Regions from separate parts of the Canis lupus genome. Here region 2 is linked to region 1. The links are chromatin contacts, called in public Hi-C maps. All regions are on one chromosome and are shown on one strand. The core of a region is the stretch at or near the end of the contact, and the rest is flanking DNA. Distances in the headings are between cores, read along the strand shown. Region 1 overlaps ABL1 (tyrosine-protein kinase ABL1). Region 2 holds the start of ABL1 (tyrosine-protein kinase ABL1).

Region 1 (5,644 bases), core at 77-2,576:
TTTTTAAGATTTTTATTTATTTATTTATTCATGATAGTCACACAGAGAGAGAGAGAGGCAGAGACACAGGCAGAGGGAGAAGCAGGCTCCATGCACCGGGAGCCCGACGTGGGATTCGATCCCGGGTCTCCAGGATCGCGCCCTGGGCCAAAGGCAGGCGCCAAACCGCTGCGCCACCCAGGGATCCCGAGATTTATGTTTTATTTAGTGGTTTCCGTTTCTGATTACTGCATAGTTCTGGATAGTTCTACAGTTATAAATTAGAGATTTTAAGTAATAAGCATAATTATTAAAAATTTAATTTCTTTTCCAGTCAGCAAATACATAGTGAATTCTAGTCTTCATTAATTTAATCAACAAATTTATTTATTATGTGCTCATTTCTTGTTCTCCACATTGGGGACACAGGATAAAAACAGCTTAGGGCTCTACTCTCATGAAGCTGACATTCTAGGAGGTCATTGGCAGGAAGTAAGTAAGCAAATAAGCAGGTGAATACAATGCAGAGAAGTAATAGATGTGATATGATAACGAGTGCTGGGCGATGACCAGTCAGGTGACTGCAGCAATAATGATATTTATGCCGGGCTTGGGATCAGAGGAGAACCAGGCATGTAATGCTTAGGTGGCTGGAAGATTTCAGGCTGAGGGAACAGCAGATGCAAAGGCACTGAGGCATTTTGTTGGTTCTTTCTGCTTTCACAAGTGCATTACAGCCGGTGTAGAGAAACACAGTATAGGTGGTTTTCTGCACGCTCCATCCTGTGTGGAAAGCTATTTATCTGAGGTTTTGCTGTGCCATGACTTAGGCTTAGCAGAGCTGGTTCATTGGAGTTGTTTGGGTTTGTGTGCACTCTGGGAGCTGAAAGTTGTCCCTGTTTCCCTCAGCTCTACGTCTCCTCAGAGAGCCGCTTCAACACCTTGGCGGAGTTGGTTCATCATCACTCGACTGTGGCAGACGGGCTCATCACCACTCTCCATTACCCAGCTCCCAAGCGCAACAAGCCCACTGTCTACGGCGTGTCCCCCAACTACGACAAGTGGGAGATGGAGCGCACGGACATCACCATGAAGCACAAGCTGGGTGGAGGCCAGTACGGGGAGGTGTACGAGGGTGTATGGAAGAAATACAGCCTGACAGTAGCTGTGAAGACCTTGAAGGTAAGCTTGGGACTGCTGCTGCCGCTCGCGGTACCATGGCTAAATACGGTTTCTCATGGTTTGTCGCGGCGGGTGCTGGAGTGTGGTGGTGCTGCTCTCCGGGTGGCCTGCTCCTGTGCTCAGGTCCTAGGGGTAACTGGTGCCCGGGAAGTGCCTCTTTGGGCCCCTGTGGTCCTTTTCTTCGAATGGGGGCAGTCCCTCTCCCAGACTCAGTGTGATACAGTGAGAACTGAGAAGTGCTGTGGTTTTTTGGTGTAAAAAAGATGAGTCATTTGGAGAAGTGTTTTCATCATATGGCAAGATTCTTTTAAAGCTGTGAGTTTTTGTTCTGTTTGGCATTTAGATCATTTCCTATTGACAGTTAAGAGAAAGAGGAGGAAGAAACTAAGATTTGAAAGAAGGGAGATTTAACCAAAATGCATTTGACTCTTCTGTGGATTTTTGTTGGCAGATTTGAAAGGCAAGTGCATTGGGTGTTCCTAGCAGGTTCCAGTTTTGTGTAGTGGGAGTGTAGATTTCTGGAAATGGAGGTGTGGAAAATCATGAGGGATGCCTTCTTACTAACTCAGGCAGTGTCCAGTCATTCTTTTTTTTTTTTTTTAAGATTTTATTTATTTATTCATGAGAGACACACAGAAAGAAAGAGAGAGAGAGAGAGAGAGGCAGAGACACAGGCAGAGGGAGAAGCAGGCTTCATGCAGGGAGCCCGATGTGGGGCTTGATCCCTTGATCCCTGGGCTGAAGGCAGGGCTAAACTGCTGAGCCAAACCAGGCTGCCCCATCCAAGTTGTTCTTATTAACTAGGACCTTCACCCTCTCCACCCAGGTGTGGGGCTTGTAGTTTTTAGGTGTGTTTGAAGTCCTTTGAAATCTTTAGGTGGCCAACCAAGGGTTTCACTTGCAACCCTCTGCCTTCTGAATGTGATTTGAGCTTTTACCTGTGGTCAGAGCATCCCCTAGTGTTGACCTGCACTATTTTCACTTGCTTTATTTTTTATTTTTTTAAAGATTTATTTATTCATTCAGAGAGAACGAGAGAGAGGCAGAGACACAGGCAGAGGGAGAAGCAGGCCCCATGCAGGAAGCCCGATGCGGGACTCGATTCCGGGTCTCCAGGATCACACCCCAGGCTGCAGGTGGCACTAAACCACTGCGCCACCAGGGCTGCCCTATTTTCACTTGCTTTAAACGAACCAATTGTACTACTTGTGCACAGAGATTAAGAGGGACCCTGTAGTCACTGGACTAGAAGAATGGAAACATCCACAGCTAGAAGGGACCCAGGTGCATGCACAGACTTCTCTGAAGTCTGTGGGACACACACTTGGAGACTGCTGAAGTCAGATCACTTGCCTATTAGGGACTCTCTTATTTCCCTGCTGCCTTTACTCAGAGGCACAGTAAAGTGGGAATTATGGTTTCTGGCTGATATAAAGTGACAGCTTCAGAGAAAGGATCACATTTCGTTCTAGAAACCAAGGGTGGCTTCCTGGCACTCCTATCGATTGTGCCCCCTTAGACCAGTCCTTAGGGCAGGACTGATACTTGTATGTTTGGGGCTGACATGATTTGAGGTCACCTTGAGGACTTCTGGATACTTTCCAGACACGATTTTTTGAAAAGACAATAAGCATTTATTGAGTTCACTGTATTCTTCTGTTCACTAGGCCCTGGGCTTAATCCTGGGATTGTGAAAATAGAGTTGTTCACCTCAGGCCAGTCTAGGTAGTAGAGCAGTGTAGTTAGGAGGAGAAATAGGCAATATGACGGTAACCACAGTCTGGTTCGATAGGTACCAGATTAGAGATGGGAGCTTGGGAATGGGGGAGCGGGCACCACTGCTGAGCTCCACTTGGCAGGGGGAACACAGGAAGGGAACCATAGTTGGCGCCATAGGCCAGGAACAGGAATCGGCCAGGGGAGCAGAGGCCTAGACAGAGGTGGACAGCAGAGAGCCCGCGCAAAGTCACAGGGTTTGAACTGGCTATGGAGCTAGGACGTTACCTCAGAGGCAGTGGGGCACATTGAAGGTTTTGATGCCCAGATGATTGGATTTACACTTCCCAAAGATGACTACGTTGGCGAGCCTTAGAAAAAATGAAAGAGCTGTTGCCCTGCCTCCCGCAGACCAGATGAGGCCAGGGAGAGATGTGTGCATGTGCTCCAGCGTTTCCATCTGGCACAGGGTCACACAGGGTCGGAGAGCAGGCCCAGCCTTGGGTCTTTTTTTTTTTTTTTTTTTTTTCAAGATTTTATTTATTCATGAGAGATAGACACAGAGAGAGGCAGACACACAGGCAGAGGGAGAAGCAGGCTCCATGCAGGGAGCCCCATGCAGGACTCAATCCCGGGTCTCCAGGACCACACCCTGGGCTGAAGGCAGGAGCTTAACCGCCGAGCCACCCAGGGATCCCCCCAGCCTTGGGTTTTGACCAGAGTGAGAGACTGGTAAAGGCCCAGGCATTACCCACACATGTGCCATAATTTGCAAAAATGAAACAAGGAAGATAGAAGCACAAAATTAGTGAGGTGTCCATCCAGGAAAGACTTATTTGGAAACTTTAGAAAGAGGGTGAGTTTGCACAACTTGAAATATGGGAAAAACACAGCCCAGCAGCTGATGCTGTGGATTGTTTGCTGAGGAACTGAAGATGGGTGTTCCAGAGAAGAGACCCCTCTCAGAGTTCTCTGGTGGTGGTGGCTTTCTTACACCAGTGAATCAGAATTATCTGGAAGTTGAGTGCCTTTTAGAATATATTTCTCTAATGATGTATTATTAAACTTTATTATACTTTTGATGGTTTTCCCCGAGAGCTCTATTAACTTTATGGTTGCACAGTTGGTAAAAAAAAAAAGTTACAGAATCTCGCATGGATCTCTGGGAGTCATCACCCCCGCTGATAGCTAATTAGGGAAAAGGGAATGCATCATATTCTAGAGATGTATGTCATCCCAAAATATGGTACTAAGCAACTGCTAAATAAATTATTCCCTTTTCTGCCTCCCCTGCACAAAGCACATTTCTACAATAGGTTTCCCACTTGTCCAATAAGATTATATCACTATTTTTGGCATTTGTCTCCACTAGAGAAGTTGAGAACTTTGAGTGGGTTCTAAATGACAGTAATGGCTAATGTTTGGGGTGTTTTTGTTTTTATTTTATTTTATTTTATTTTATTTTATTTTATTTTATATTTTATTTTATTTTATTATTTTATTTTATTATTTTATTTTATTTATTTTATTTTATTTTATTTTATTTTATTTTATTTTATTTTATTATTTTATTTTTAGATTTTATTTATTTATTCATGAGAGACACACACAGAGAGAAAGAGAGACAGGCAGAGAGAGAAGCGGGCTCCTCGCAGGGAGCCCGATGTGGGACTCGATCCCAGATTCTGGGATCACACCCTGCGCTGAAGGCAGATGCTCAACTGCTGAGCCATCCAGGTGTCCCTGTTTTTGTTTTTAAAGATTTTATTTATCCATTTGGCAGCACAAGCAGGGGTGGGGAGGGGCAGGCAGAGAGAGAGAGAGAGAGAGGTAGAAGCAGGCTCCTGGCTGAGGAGAGAGCCCAACATGGGGCTTGGTCCTGGGATCATGACCCAAGCTGAAGGCAGCCCCATAAGTGACCGAGCCACCCAGGCGCCCCTTGGCTAATGTTTATTGAGCTCTTACCATGTGCCCGGCAGAGTCTGAGTGCTCCCATTTGTAGCCTCTCTTTTCATCCTTTCTTTTTTTTTTTTTTTTTTTTTTTAATTTTTATTTATTTATGATAGTCACACAGAGAGAGAGAGAGAGAGGCAGAGACATAGGCACAGAGAGAAGCAGGCTCCATGCACCGGGAGCCCGATGTGGGATTCGATCCTAGGTCTCCAGGATCGCGCCCTCGGCCAAAGGCAGGCGCTAAACCGCTGCGCCACCCAGGGATCCCTCTTTTCATCCTTTCACCCATCGTAAGGGTATGGTTCTCCTGTCACCACTGTTTCAGGCCTGAGGAAACTACAGTGGTAGGAGGCTGGGTAACTGGCCTGGTGTTAGCTAATGAGGTACCGCAGAGCCAGGATTCTGGCCCAGGCATCCTGCCTCAAAGCCTGGCTCCTTTCTTCTTTCTTTAACTGTCATTTGTGTTCCTATTCCTCATAAGCTGTGAAAAACGCACAAACCACAGTTCAGCATCTTAGAAGTTCCCTTCCCTACCCCCATTCAATTCCCCTCAGGCTGCAGCTGCGTCCTTTCTTTCCAGGACTCGACTGGACACCTGAGTCTGTGTCTGCTCCTGTGCTACACACCCTGCCTGTTTTGTGATGATGGTGCCTCTTGAAGCAGCACAGCACCAGGCAGCCCCTGGGTCCTGTACCATCAGGGCCTGAGACCAGAGAGATCCGGAGAGACAGGAGTGCATGAGGCTGACCCCAGTGGGTGGAAAAGTGGAACTAAAGCAGACACCCACTGTTGGGAACTGCTAGTTTGAGTTCTG
Region 2 (5,773 bases), core at 2,120-4,619, 120 kb before region 1:
TGACTTTGGACACTGCATTTGACACTTTTGAAATACAGCTGTGCTCTTCTTCATTAATGGTATGTTTCTTGTTCTTATAACATTACTCAAGAGGTGTCACTTTACAGACAACTGAATATTCCATAGGCTGTATTGCAATTTAGATCTGCCTACTGTAGTTTTGAGAACACCTGCCATGTCTTCTGATGTCTTCTGAGAACAGAGAATGGAAGCCCAAGTCCCTGATTTGGTTTCATTGACTGGGATCACTTGTAAGCTCTCTGAAAGTTCTTGCTGGGTCTGGTCTCCCAAGCTGCCAGCCTATGCTGTTCATATCCTGAATGGCAATTACCTGCACAATGGGAGAACTGTCTGAAAGCACCTCTTAGGGATGATCTTTCTGTGGCCCGCTAGAGGGCGCGCTTGTGTTAATTCCAGTGAGTGCTTCTGAAAAAACGGATAAGGGGAAGTTTTTACACTAGTTACTGAATCCCTGTGGCAACTTACGGGTTGCTTTGCTTTATAAAAGTCAGGACAAAATTAATTTTTATGGAATTTTAATGAAGAGAATACATAAAAGGATTTATTCAACATTGGGCAACATTGATTTTTGACCATCAGCATCTTAGTTTTAAGTCAAAAGTTACTGTACAGTGTTATAAAGGGAGTAAAAGCAGTGTGCATCTCTAGGAAGTACTGCAGTCTAGGTTTGGAGTTCACCTACAACCAGAAGATGGTGAGTGGAAAGTGGAGATAGGGGATGTGCCTTTAGATTATATGCAGGTCAGTGAGTGCCTCCACACTGACCCTGAAGAAGCATCTCAGGTGGTGAAAGACCAAACAAGATCTCATCTGATAGTACATATGACCCCCACTTAAAAATGAAGAAAGCTCATAGGAGCTTCACTATGAATCAGAAATAGGCTTAAGCGTTAGGTGCAAAGCAACCTTTTAGAGAATGGGTTGGACTGATGATGAAAGAATGTGGATCCAGAAATTTTATTTTCAGCATTGAAACCAGTCCTTTGGGTTACCATTTTGCTCATTGTCTCTATGTATGCTCCTCAGGACAAGGAAGAGTGTCTCGCCTGTTGTATACCAGCACCTAGAACTGCACTCGGCACATGGACTCAGTAAATGTTGAATGAAATTAGTTTGTAGAAATGCATATTAGAGTTCTGATCCAATTGCCCAATTTTAAGCTAGAGAATGGTGACGCGCAGGAAATGATTAAAGCGTGAACAGAAAGCAAAATCTCCAAGGAGAAAAATCAGGAGAGGATCACACGTGAATAAAGGGGAACAGGGGTGTCCAATGATTAAAGAATGATACTACAAGTCAGGACTAAGTCTGTCACTACTACCAGAAGCCACTATCTAAAAACTACCATTTTCCCATCCAGCTGAAATATTTCTGAAAAATTGTAACCATATAATAACTAGATCACAACACCTGTAGTGTGGCTGTGGTTTTCTAATAACAAGAGTGAGTTCTGAGAATCAGTTGTCTGACATTTGGTGAATGGTTACCCTCAACAGTACAGTGGAAAAAATTTTCATGGGCTTTGCAGCAACCTCAATCTGGGCTCAAATGGTGACTTTGTCACATACTAACTAGGCAAGGGGCCTTGAGTAAGTCCCATCTCTGAATCTTCCCTCAGCTGTGCAATGGGGGATGACATTACATGCTTCACTGGGCTACAGCGAGGATTAAATTAGACAAGCCTAACAGTCAGTGTAGAGTAGGCGCTGGGATGAGTGGATCTCCTTAGAAATGGGTATATCCCAGGCAGGTCACAGGGTGACCACAGAGGGGCTGGGCTGCTTTTCAGTGGCAGGAGATGGGTCCCGCCAAGCGTGGGTCTGGGGTGACTGGCTCATTGGCTAGCTCTGTAGGCCTGGCCACCCAGCAATTGGCATCTTCTCGGCTAACAGGGTGTTTTCATGAGAATACATTTATGTCTGTGAAATGAGGTCGTTTCATCCTCCAGGCTCTTTCCAGCTCAGACCTGGTTGCGCCTGGCTTAGAGTCTGAGAGGTGCCTCATACATGCGGTTTCTTTAACGGCTGAGCCTCCGGAAAACCCAAAGAAACCATGAATTCGTTAGCAATATGTTGGGTGTTTTCCAGCCATTTGTGTTTTCGCTAGTGATAATATTTATGCTTCCTGGGGAAAAGGTGAGAATTTGGGGAGAGAGGGCAAGGCACCAAAGACCTTGGTTTCCAGGAACCGGCCAAAGGTTCTTCCCTGAGAAGAGGCGGCTTAAGGAAGTACTCCAACTCCGGTTCTAAAACAATCCAATCCGCAGTTTTCCCCTTGCTTTGGCTGCTCGCCGGCCTTACTCCCCGCGCAGGACAGACATTGGCCAGCCCTACGCGAGGCCGGCGAGAGTCCACCGGCTCCCAGGAGGGCGGGCCCGAAGCTCAGGAGCCGGGAGCAGAGGGCAAGAAGTCGCGGGGGCGCCGAGGCAGGGGCGGGCGCCGCGGGACTACAGCTCCCGGCAAGCGCTGCGGCCTGCGCCGGATGCGGTTGGCTGGGAGCTCTAGCCTCGCCGCCCTCACCAGCCAATGGGACGCAGGAGAGAGACCTGACCCGGATTCTCAGGGACCAATGGCCGTGCAGGGGAGGCGGGGGCTTCCTCACCACTCACCTTGCGCTCGGAAAAACCACCTTTAAAAGGTCGTGCTGGGCCAAGTTCTGGCGGGCAGGGAGACCCGAGGCGAAGGGCACGGCAGCGTCCCCGAGAGCGGCGCCGGGAGAGCCCGGGTCCCCGCGAGGCGCGCGCCGGACGTCGCCGGGGGCGGGGTCGGGGGCGGGGCCTGGCCTCGTTGTGGAGCGGCTCCTAATCCATCATGGCGGCCGCGGGGGTCGGTGTCGGTCCCTGAGCAGCGCTGGAGCCGGAGCCGGTTCCCGGGTCCTGCGGCTGAAGAGCCCCTCCGCTGTCCACGGCCCCCACCTGCGGGGGGAGGCTGGGTCCCGCGGCGGAGTTCCGGGGATGTGACTGCCTGGCGGCGGCGGCGGCGGCGGCGGCGGCGGCGTCTGTGCCAACGTCCGGAGCCGGGGGAGGGGGTGTCTCGGGCAGAGACCCCCGGGCTCGGGGCAGCTGAGGCGGCCGGGCCTCCTCCCCCTCCGCCCGCCTCCCGCCTTCCGGGCCGCCACGGCCCTTCCTCCCGTACAGCCCTGCCCCGGCTCCGGGACACTGGGGGTGGTCTCTGAGTTCCTGAGGCGCGGAGGAGCGACGCCCCGAGTAAGCCGCCCGCGCCCCGCCCCCGCCCCGCAGCCTGCCCCGTACCCCGCGCCGCCCCTGCTCCCGCGCCCGGCGCCCGGCTCCCGGCTCGGCCGCGGAGCCCCCCGTGCACACCCCCGCGCTGTCAGGTGGCCTCCCCTTCCCCCCCGGTTGCTCCCGGGAGCCTCCAATGCCCTGACTCCCTCCAATGTCACCTACGGTCCCCTTGGCCTCCGCCCCGACAGAAACTTTAATGCAAAGGAAAAGCCTGGACTGGTTTCACAGGCCTTTTAAAAAGCGGACTTGAAAAGTTGCTGGCAACGCATTCCTTGTCGCCGGAGTCGAGGGCAAGCTCTCGCTGAAGCCCGGGTGACCCGGGTCCTTTTCCGGAGCGCAGGGTAGGGAAGCAGGAGCGGCAGCTGGTTGGGCAGGAAACTTGCTGGGAAACGAAGAAACTGAGATAGGGGGTGACTTCCACAGGAGAAGTTCTGGAGAAGCATCCAGAGACCATCAACATTCCCTTTATGTGTGGGAATCGAAATGACTTTAGTGTTACTGACCCTTCTACGAGCATCCCTGTGAATGTTTGTTTTTCTTCTTGAAAAGACAGAAACTTACTCAGCCAGTAAAAGACACTTAAACTCAAGGAACTTTTGGGTAGCACTGCAAGTCAGGTTACTTCAGACTGATAAACTGCAGAAGTGATTGGAACTCCTGTTTACATATGTCCATCTAAAAAACTGCTTCCTTTGGTTACCGAAGATGTCCTTTTTTTTCTTTTTTTTTTTTTTTGTGATTGACCTCAATTACTGACTCGTGGAGATCGGGTGAATGTGAAATCCCACATATATACTGTTTTCCTTCCAAGCCCACTGACCATTCTGGAAGATCTCGAACCCTCTTCTGGAAAGGGGTGCCTATCATTACTTTATGGGGCAGCAGCCTGGCAAAGTTCTTGGGGACCAAAGAAGGCCAAGTTTGCCCGCCCTGCACTTTATCAAAGGAGCAGGGAAGAAGGAGTCATCGAGGCATGGGGGTCCACACTGCAATGTTTTTGTGGAACACGGTGAGTGCTCTCCAAGCTTTCTGGTCGTGTTTTTCCGTATGTGTTCAGCCTAGGAGGACCTAAGGGTTCTGTGAACGACAGTACTTGCGTCCAGCTGTACTTAAAAAACTTCTCTGATTACAGTTTTCTCTTAGTTTGCGGTGGAACTTTGTATAAGAAGAGGTTACTTGGAGACTCTGGATGGCTTTATTCAAAAATCTCTTTGAGTTGTTTCTTTCTTGCCTAATTCCCCTTCTAACTCACTGTTGACCTTAGATAAGCCATTTTACTCTTCCAGTTTCCTGAGGAGATTGGACTTAAGTGGTTTCTCAGGTTCAGAGTCCATGATCCTGCTCTAAACCCCAGGCATGGGCTCTGCCGGAGGTACCTGGATCCTTTACTGCTTTATCCACGCAGAGCTTTTATCCTATCCCCAGAGTGGCTCGTGCTCCCCAGGAGGTTAAGAACCACAGATCCTAGTTGACACTATTATCCTTGACCTTTTCAGTCATAAGTAGGACTTGATAATACGCCCTTTGGAGCTACGTGGGAGAAGTTGAGTGGGGAAGCAGCATCCCTTGTGAATTGACAATACCCACCTTCTGGTTATTTTACCTTACACAGGAGTAATCGTTTCCCCAGGAATGGAGCCTTAGCCTCCCCTCTCCCTGCTTCGGATGACATTTGGGGCAAGAAAGGTTGTCTTTGATATTTTTATGAACATGGTTGGCATTTGATTGCAGACAGTATGTGTTAAGCTGTACACTCCCCATAATTCTATGTGAGCTTTTAAAGCTAAGGGCCAGGGGATCCCTGGGTGGCTCAGCGGTTTGGCGCCTGCCTTTGGCCCAGGGCGGGATCCTGGAGTCCCGGGATCGAGTCCCGGGATCGAGTCCCAGGATCGAGTCCCAGGATCGAGTCCCGCGTCGGGCTCCCGGCATGGAGCCTGCTTCTCAGACCTCCTCCTGTGTCTCTGCCTCTCTCTCTCTCTCTCTCTCTCTCTATGTCTATCATAAATAAATAAATAAATCTTTAAATAAAATAAAATAAAGCTAAGGGCCAGCCCTCAGCCAATTAATTAGGGTCCTGTTTGTACTGTTGTAGCCTGACATTTTTTCAGACTGTGTACTTTATATTGAAATATTGATCCCACCCACTCGATAAGCAAATGAAGGATGAGTGCAGGTGGCACTCAATCTCAAATGCTTAATGCTAATAATGGATGACCACAATAAACAAAGGTCTCTGTTGCATAAACTTGCATTTGGCTGTTGAGGTTTGTTGTTGTTTTTTTTTTTTTTTTTTTTTTTAATTTTTATTTATGATAGTCACCAAGAGAGAGGGAGAGAGGCAGAGACACAGGCAGAGGGAGAAGCAGGCTCCATGCACCGGGAGCCCGACGTGGGATTCGATCCTGGGTCTCCAGGATCGCGCCCTGGGCCAAAGGCAGGCGCCAAACCGCTGCGCCACCCAGGGATCCCTGTTGAGGTTTTACTTACAGAAGAACATTTACCTCATCTAAA

Evidence for each region. Hi-C and Micro-C count contacts between places; a contact is called where the count stands out from the background.
Region 2: a Hi-C map of blood shows a contact between it and region 1, with 2.0 times the contacts expected there. The contact joins the promoter of ABL1 here to the enhancer-like site in region 1. A contact is called at or near these places in 2 of 9 Hi-C or Micro-C datasets (amygdala and blood).

Annotation. Positions count from the first base shown.
Region 1 is chr9:53,228,808-53,234,451 of UU_Cfam_GSD_1.0, reverse strand. It overlaps ABL1 (tyrosine-protein kinase ABL1), which reads left to right. Exons shown (of 11, transcript XM_038549019.1): 4 at 889-1,161. Among named protein-coding and RNA genes, the nearest start is that of QRFP, 29 kb to the right of the region's middle. Within about 2 kb of position 1,326, at least 1 of the 20 cell types and tissues checked has an H3K27ac peak or open chromatin away from gene starts, as enhancers often do. A contact at or near this core is called in blood, where this site is marked.
Region 2 is chr9:53,351,252-53,357,024 of UU_Cfam_GSD_1.0, reverse strand. ABL1 (tyrosine-protein kinase ABL1) reads left to right here and starts at 3,369. Exons shown (of 11, transcript XM_038549019.1): 1 at 3,369-4,271. The coding sequence starts at 4,136. EXOSC2 (exosome complex component RRP4) reads left to right here. Exons shown (of 9, transcript XM_038549021.1): 9 at 1-57.